Linked DNA regions of Sus scrofa: region 1 is linked to region 2. A link is a contact called in public HiChIP or PLAC-seq data. All regions are on one chromosome and are shown on one strand. Each heading gives the region's core, a stretch centred on a gene start, on an enhancer-like site or on the middle of the called end of the contact. The rest is flanking DNA. Distances are from core to core; before and after follow the strand shown.

Region 1 (3,677 bases), core at 733-3,232, 170 kb after region 2:
TAGACGGAAAAGACAGTGTTAAGCCCATTCTCTGTCACTGTTGTTATTTGTTTTAAATTCCTAAGCATTTGGGTGAGACCTTACATCTAGAAAGGGCTAAACTTTCCTTTGAACACTTGTACATCTTAAGGTTGGACAAAGCAGCACTTAACGTTGACTACAGATGCCTGACACAGCTCTGAACTAGCAGTATCTCCATACACAAATAGGTCCCAATCAGCAAATGGCAGCCTTTGAAACTATGAGTCAAACAACTAGTATGTCTTCTGGGTAGTCCCCCAAATCGCTTTCCATGTGCTTTGTGGTTTCGGTGATCAGTTCTCAGGGAGAAAAGCCTCATTCTAAAGACTCCAGAAATCCAAGGCCAATGAGAAATAAACCACGAAACCAATGCAGCAACAACCAGTGCCTCCAGCCAAGGCCAAGCTGTCCTCCTCAACTCCGAAAACAACTGCTTCTGTTAGATCTTGTGTACGGCCACTAAAGACCCTGCAGAATGAGAGCTTTCAGCCTGGAGCCTTGCGGACAGCCGCTGCCGCGGACAATGGAACCCGGGCAGAATATCTCGAAGAGAACTGCAGGCCTCCTGCCAGAAAGAGACACGCTGGGGGCAGGAGGTGCAAGGCAGCCAGGCAGCGTCATCTTTTCTTGAGACAACGCTGGCTTCACTGAGCCGAGGCGCGACCTCCCCACAGGATGAGAAACTTGCGAGGAGTGTTTCCCTAAAAGGATGCACAGGGTCTCTGGGGAGAAGACAGCAGCAGTGTGTACCCTCTGCCTTCCCCACAAAAGCAAAGTCTGAAGCTTGGCCAGCAGAGGGAAGTGGGGGAAGAGTCTGCCTGGACGAGTGGGACTTTTTCCAGGAGCCTGACCCCTTACTTGGAGATGCTGACACTACCTACGAGGTTCCCATGCTGTTCTGAAGTTGAGCTCCATGATTCACAAGTGCTTAGTCATCACATGCTAGATTGGCAAAGGGCCTATGAGCCCCCGTGGATGGATTTTTAATCCAGGGCCATGGGAAAATCTCTCCATCTCTCCCTCGCCCCAGAGAGGACAACCACAGCCAAGGGTCTCGATGTTACTGAATTAATCTACCCTTGGAACCACTGGGCTTGCATCAGACACGGTGATTCTCTTCGTAGGTCCTTCCACAGCTTACAAGAGTGCCCCCGCACACCTCCTCTCCTTGGATTCTCAGGGCGGCGGTGGGGGACAGGTGCCTACAAAGGATGTAGAAACTTAGGTTTGAACGACAAGGTCATAGCCCAGGGCTTCCTGCTCTAAGGTGACAGTTCCTTTGCCCAGGCCACAGTCACCACCCGAAGGCTCCCAGATCTAGCAGAGCTGTGGGTTTTGGCCTTTTGGAAGCATCGTGATGGAAGCTTTTACCATTCTTTACAGAGAGAAAAACAAAAAACCAAAACAAAACAAAGAAAAGCCCTCCCCAACATATTTTTAATTTTTTTTTTCCTAATATTAGAGCTCTCACTTTCAATCCGGGGCAACTCACTTAAATTCTAAGACCTTGATAACAACCTCCGGGCACAAATGGTGCACAGGTTACAGGAAACACAGAGCATGTCCCCAGCGCATGCCAATGTCAGGCACACCTCACTGTGTAAGCACTGAATCGGATTCAAATGAGGAGCAGAGCTCTCTGTGCTGAAGGAGCAAAGTCTATGTCCCAGTTACCAAGCAACTAACAAAAACTAGTCTTTTCAAGAAAGAAGAAAGAAAAAAAAAAAGAGAGAGGGAGAGAAATCAGCAGTGATTGGGGTGTGTGACTTGGCAATAGAGGCTCCCGCATTCCAATAACAATCCTTTGAGCTAAGCGATCCCTCAGGCTTGAAAGCAACCAAAGAGAACAACTCTTTTTTTATAAAATCATCTATTACTTCATAAAACCACAGCCTTTCTTGGGAGGTGGCTACCACTCAAAACACACACAGCTGCAGGGCTCAGCAGAGGGCGGAGATGGAGTAATAGATCCAAGATTCAGGGCCAGGCAGCAGCCAGCCCACCAGGCTGGGGCACAGAGCTGGAACCCTCTTCCATGCCTTCTCACTGTCCTGTCCAGGGAGGGGGTGAGGTCTCCGCTGGCTTCCAGATCCCAAGGGAACCTGGAGGGGGGTGTTGGGGTGAGGAGTGGAAGATGAAGCAGACACTGCAAAGTATGTTGGGAGACGCCAGGCTCTAGGAACAGCATGAGAAAGAAGGGGCTGGCCAATTAAAAAAGGCTCATCTAAGTGTTTTGCTATGACTTGCAAAGGGAAGCTATTGGGCTCCCTGCTGTGTGCAGTGAATGAAACTCTCCTCCCACTAAGTGATCCTGCCAGAACATCCCAAATACTCACGATGTTGTTTTCCAGCACAACTACCCAACAAAAAGCAAAACTTGATCCTCACGCCACCCAGGACTGTGAATCAGGGCACAGGCTGATAACCCGGAGAGGAAAGATGTTTCAGGAAGAAACTCAATCCTTAAGCTCACTCTTTGGGGAAAAGAAAAAAAAAAATGCTGAAAAACATGTTCATAATCCCCAACCCGAAAATTCCCAGAATGAATGAAACAATTGTGTTTCAAACTCTCATACACAGAGAAAGAGACCAAACGCTGGAGATACTTCAGTCAGACAGATATGCTGAGAGCTTTGTGCTACCAGAGGCATCGCACAAAGGTGACATCTCTTTGCTTAAAGTGGTCCTGCAGTTCTTCGTGGCCCAGAATCACATTTTATCTGCTTGACATGGCTCACAGGACACTTGACAACCTAGCTCCAACTTGGCCACGACTTTTATGAATTCTTCTGGGCTCACTGCCCCCTCTCTTAGCCACTCCCCACCCTGATCTCACCTCATTTCATTCCCTTCCCCAAACACACTGTACTTCTTCATATTTTCCTGCCCCTGTTGAGGTCTCTACTGAGACTGTTTTCCCATCTTCTCTCATGATCAAACATCTACCTTTGATTCAAATGCAGCTCAAATGTCACCCTTACCCCCCATCTCTTGCTGTGTCCTAGCTATATATTCACACACTTAAATCCATCTCAAAAAGACAAATTCCTGTAGGGCAAAAGCCAGCTAACGCGTGGGGAAAAAAAAAAAGTTTCAGGAGGTACAAAGAAATTTAAAGTCAGACACTTCTATGATGAAATTACAACAACGCTGGAGAAAGACGTGTGCAAAGGAAACGGTAATTAATAAGATGATGTATGACAATAATGTAATGAGCCTGATAGCAAGGTTTGGTGAGTCAGCCTCATAACTTTATCATAATATTTTGTGTGTGTGGCCATATATCTGCCTCTAATGAGTAATCACAGAGTTCAGAAGAGGAAGGGGCTTTGAGGCCAGGGTGACTAAAAAAGACTTCATGGGGGGAGAGATTTGAGCTGAAGTCTAAAGGTCCAGCAGAATAAATGCTTATGCTACTGCTGAGAACAACTTCCAAGAAACACAACTCTGAAATGCTAAGGTAGATCACCCCCCTGAGAGGAGGACTGAACTTCACAGAATTTATTTGCAAAAAGAAATAATTCCATTTTGTGTGTGTGTGTGTGTGTGTGTGTGTGTGTGTGTTTCCCCATTTCTGGCTGCCCCGTGGCATATGGAGCTCCCGGGCCGTGGATCAGATCCAAGCCACAGTCACAACCTAAGCAGCAGATGTGGCA
Region 2 (4,190 bases), core at 1,409-3,908:
ATATACATATGCACACACACATATGTATACTGGTATACATACATGTACACAAACACATATGCACAAGCATTCAGCCGTACATGCACATTGCTGAGCATGCCAATAGAGGCACATCTGTGCACACATATGCACAAACACACACATATACACATGCACAGACAGATGTGCACATAAACATATATGTGGATACACAAGCACACATGTGCATGCATACTCTGTATGCATGCATACTGTGTATATAAAAATATTCATGAGTATGTTTCTATGGGAGGTTATGGACACTCCCAACAAGAAGGAAGCTTCATAGGAGCAGGAACTTGTCTCTATTCACCACTATGTCCAAACATCTACAACAATGCCTGGCACATAAAAGGAAAATATCACGTATTTTTTAAAATAAAAGAATGACTTCGCCTTGAACACTTCTATCATTCATAATACACATTCGTTTAGATCCCATCAATCATAGCTAAATATACACGGCACTGCCAGACACTAAAGAGCTTTACAGAATGTCGCTCATTTATTCTTCAAACAACTCTATGAGGTGCGTGCAAGTACTATACCCATTTCAGAGAGGAAAAAAACTGAGGCATGAAGTATCAAGCAACTTCCCAAGGTCACAGAGACAGCAGATGGAACTAGGATTGGTGTTCAAACCAGGATTTGAACTCCTATGTTGTATTACCTCAAGACTTTTCATTTTCCTTGTGTTCAGAAGCCAGATTCTGACATCAGAATCATAGTACAGAGCATGATAAAGATTAGCGTTATGGAAGGTGGGGTGGAGGAGGTGCTACTCTCAGGTATAACTAGTGACCAGTACCATTTTTCTATATTCCAGACATTTTTTATTTTTAGTCTCTCTAGATAGTTATCCTGGCCACAAGATGGTAGGAGGCAATCTTCAAGATTCCCAGTGTAGGGAAATAAATTCTTTTTTCTGTTTGCCCTTTATGATGACTCATATGAATGCTTAGTTAAGAGAAAGTTGAAAACAAGGAAATTAACCAGGCCCGTGGAGAGATGATAAGGAAGCAGCCGGCAGTTCAGATGTGAGGCCGCCGCCAAGAAGCGATAACTGGAGATGTGCATTTTCCCACCAACAGCTGCTGATGTACAAGCCCCAAAGTAAACATTAGTGCTCAGGGATATTATATGGATGTGAAGCACCATGTGTTGAGTTTCTGTGCCATGAAAAACAGTGGATCTTTGGGGTAAGCCTACTCTTGCAGCCAGTGACGCAAGTGCAATCTTGACATCGGGCCCCCAAACAAAACACGTTTCCAGCAGTCTTCTACCTTTTGAACTTGGAGCGCTGAAGTGCTCCTAACAGGTGGCTGGCAGTAGTAGAACCAGGAGCTGGGTTATCCCGGTGTTTTTGTTTTTGTTCCCAAGTTCAGCAAAAGAAGACAAAAGCTCATCTTTTCAGTCACATACGAATCCATGAGAGAATAAGGGGAAACTTCCGATTATGAATTCCCTCTGGATACCAGATAAGGTTCTGAAGCGGATGAGCTGGTCAGAGATTTGCTTGAAGTCAGGGTCTCTGGGCATAGGAATCTATACTAAGTCTAGACATTCTGCTCTGTTCAGGAGGAAAAACTTTCCCCTATTGGATGCAAAGTCTTCATGAAGTAGATGTGAAGTCGTGGGGAGAAAGAGATCAGCCTTGGATCCAATCCTGCCTTATCCCCTCTGCTTGGGCAAATCCCTCTGCCTACTGTAGTGTCCACTCGCTCAACCATTAATAGAGGTAAAAATACCAGGATGGTGGTTTGAAAAGAGCAAGTCACTCCACACCTGACTTTAATAACATCAACATTCAATTCAACATTAATCAACAAAAGTAATCAACAAAATTATTATCCACTTTAGGATTACTGATCTTTCCACCATGCAGTCAAAAATCAGCCAGCCTGGTCTAATAAGCCTCGTCTTATTCCCCGTGACTGGGAGAACCCCAGACACCGGTGCTGTCCTTAAGTATTTTTTTTTTAAATAAATTCACTTCTTCACACTGGGCCTCAACTCTCTCATCCATAAAATGGATCTAAAAACACACCTACCCAGAAGAATGTTAACTAGAAGCTCTATCTTCCGTTTTGGATATAGATATATGTTTGTGTAGTTACAGGCTAATGTATGAAAAGGCACAGACATATATAGACATACATTAATATATTAGCAGGACAAGTAGGAGAAAGCGCATAGACTCTGGAGTCAGAAAGACATAGACCTAGACTCCAACTTCATTATTTATTGAAATGTCATACTCAAATCTGCCCTTCCCCCATCCCTGCTCTGCCCCTCATCAAGGCTCCCGCAGCTGTTCTGCTATCAGGCAGCAGTGTTTCTCATTAAACCAAACCTCAACCTAAAACAGTAACCTTCACATCACACTAACAAACTCCCTCCCCTTCTAAGTCACATCCAGGAACTCCCGGAGTCGTCCTTGCCTCTATCGGCTTGGGCACTGACACCACTTTTCTCCTTCCAGATTCCTCGGCAAGACTGTATCTGTCTTCTAATCCCCCTCCTTCTCTTACAGACCGTCTGCATCTTTGGACACCTCCTCTTTCATGTTGGGTACGCTCCCTGCCCCCAGCTCTTAGTCCGAGTCTGCGCCTGGCTCCTTCTCAGCACAGCTCACCCAGTTGGTCTACTTGAGCACTGCATATTACTTCCACTTCTGACCTTTGTGCCCAGTGCCAACACATCCTGCAGGACATCTCCACTGGGCACCAAGTGGCACCTTCCATCCTATAACCAGCTTCCTAGCCCCAGACATTCAGACTCAGGATCCTTGGGAGGTAGGGCCTAGGAATTATATATTTTTAAATGCTCCCCTATTTGGATTTAGCAATCCTTATTTTGGATCTTTCAAAACACGCTCTTAACTCTCAGATCCACAGAGGACTGACCCTCTGGGTTCTAAGCTGAATGATGGGGCTAGTGAACACAATTCGGTGGGAAACCTGTGATAGGTGAAAGTGTGGCAGAAACAGAGGAGGGAGTGATTCCTGGTTTCTAAGAACAGTGGTGAAGTCTGGAGAAGAGTCCACCGCAGAAGTAAAACTTAACCTGACTGCTGACTTGAGTAGGAGTGTGTGGGTGGGGAGCGGGGAGGGGGAGCAGCACTTTGCAGGAGCAAAGGCAGAGAGGCTAGTGTACTGAAGAGCTGAAAGGAGGACAAATGGTTGGGTGTCAAATGGTTGGGTGTTAGATGCTGCGTAAGACAGAAGGGGCAGGAAGATTCGCATACTCCCTACTCTGCGGTCTCCACTTGATTTTCTTATCTCACAGGTATTTTAATGAGGAGTTGATTTCACAAAGTATATTTTGAACAAGTATTAGTAGGACACTTCCTGGATGCTGTTTACCAAGTATTAGTAGGACCCTTACTGGATGCTGGATTTTTTGTTTGTTTTTACAGAAGTAAACTCAGTTGCTGAAAGGAAATAAAGTCACAGAAGGGTTCTGGTACAGAGTAGGACTTACCATCCTCAGCACTACTGACATTTGAGGCTGGGTAATTCTCTGTTGTGCCCTGAGCATTGCAGGACATTCAGTGGCATTCCTGGCTTCTGCCCAACATATTCCAAGCCAGTTCCCCTTTTCCAAAAGATAATCAAAAAATGTCTCCAGTCATGGCCAAATGTCCCCTGGGGATGGGATGGAGGGGTTAAAAATCACCCCTGGATGAGAACCACTGGTACAGAGTCATTTCAGAACATGAGCTTTGGAGTCAGACTCAAGTTCGAACAGTAGTTATGTGATAGTGGAAATGTTTTTCTTTCTACCTTCAACTTCCTCATGTATAGAATGGGAAACAACCTCTGCTTTATAGGATCATCATGAGAGACAAGGGATAAAGTGCGTGAAGCATCAGGCAGAGTACTTGGCACATAGAAGGCAAATAAGAAATAGTTATAAGAGTAGTGGTACCAATAAAAGTAGGGGTTCTTCTTTTATTTGTGATATTATTGTTTTTCTTTTTATTATGCATAAAGCCTAACTGAAGTTTGAAAGTTACAACAAGTAAATAAATTCTATCTTACCAAGAAACAATAATAAGGCAGGAACTGTTGCAACTATATTACAGAATCACTTTCTCGAGGAATTCTTTTATAATTCAAGTCTCAATGTTGGGCCCATCCCATATTTTTCCAAAACTTTATATATTTGGG

Evidence for each region. HiChIP or PLAC-seq counts read pairs in DNA pulled down with a chosen protein or histone mark.
Region 1: a contact with region 2 is called in an H3K27ac HiChIP or PLAC-seq map of skeletal muscle. The contact joins two enhancer-like sites. A contact is called at or near these places in 1 of 47 Hi-C or Micro-C datasets (skeletal muscle) and 2 of 2 datasets of contacts at active chromatin or transcription factors (alveolar macrophages and skeletal muscle).

Annotation. Positions count from the first base shown.
Region 1 is chr6:153,143,644-153,147,320 of Sscrofa11.1, forward strand. The region is part of intron 4 of FGGY (FGGY carbohydrate kinase domain-containing protein); the gene reads right to left. Among named protein-coding and RNA genes, the nearest start is that of FGGY, 68 kb to the right of the region's middle. Within about 2 kb of position 1,983, at least 31 of the 83 cell types and tissues checked have an H3K27ac peak or open chromatin away from gene starts, as enhancers often do. A contact at or near this core is called in skeletal muscle, where this site is marked.
Region 2 is chr6:152,977,678-152,981,867 of Sscrofa11.1, forward strand. All of the region lies in intron 7 of FGGY (FGGY carbohydrate kinase domain-containing protein), which reads right to left. Among named protein-coding and RNA genes, the nearest start is that of FGGY, 230 kb to the right of the region's middle. Within about 2 kb of position 2,659, at least 6 of the 83 cell types and tissues checked have an H3K27ac peak or open chromatin away from gene starts, as enhancers often do. A contact at or near this core is called in skeletal muscle, where this site is marked.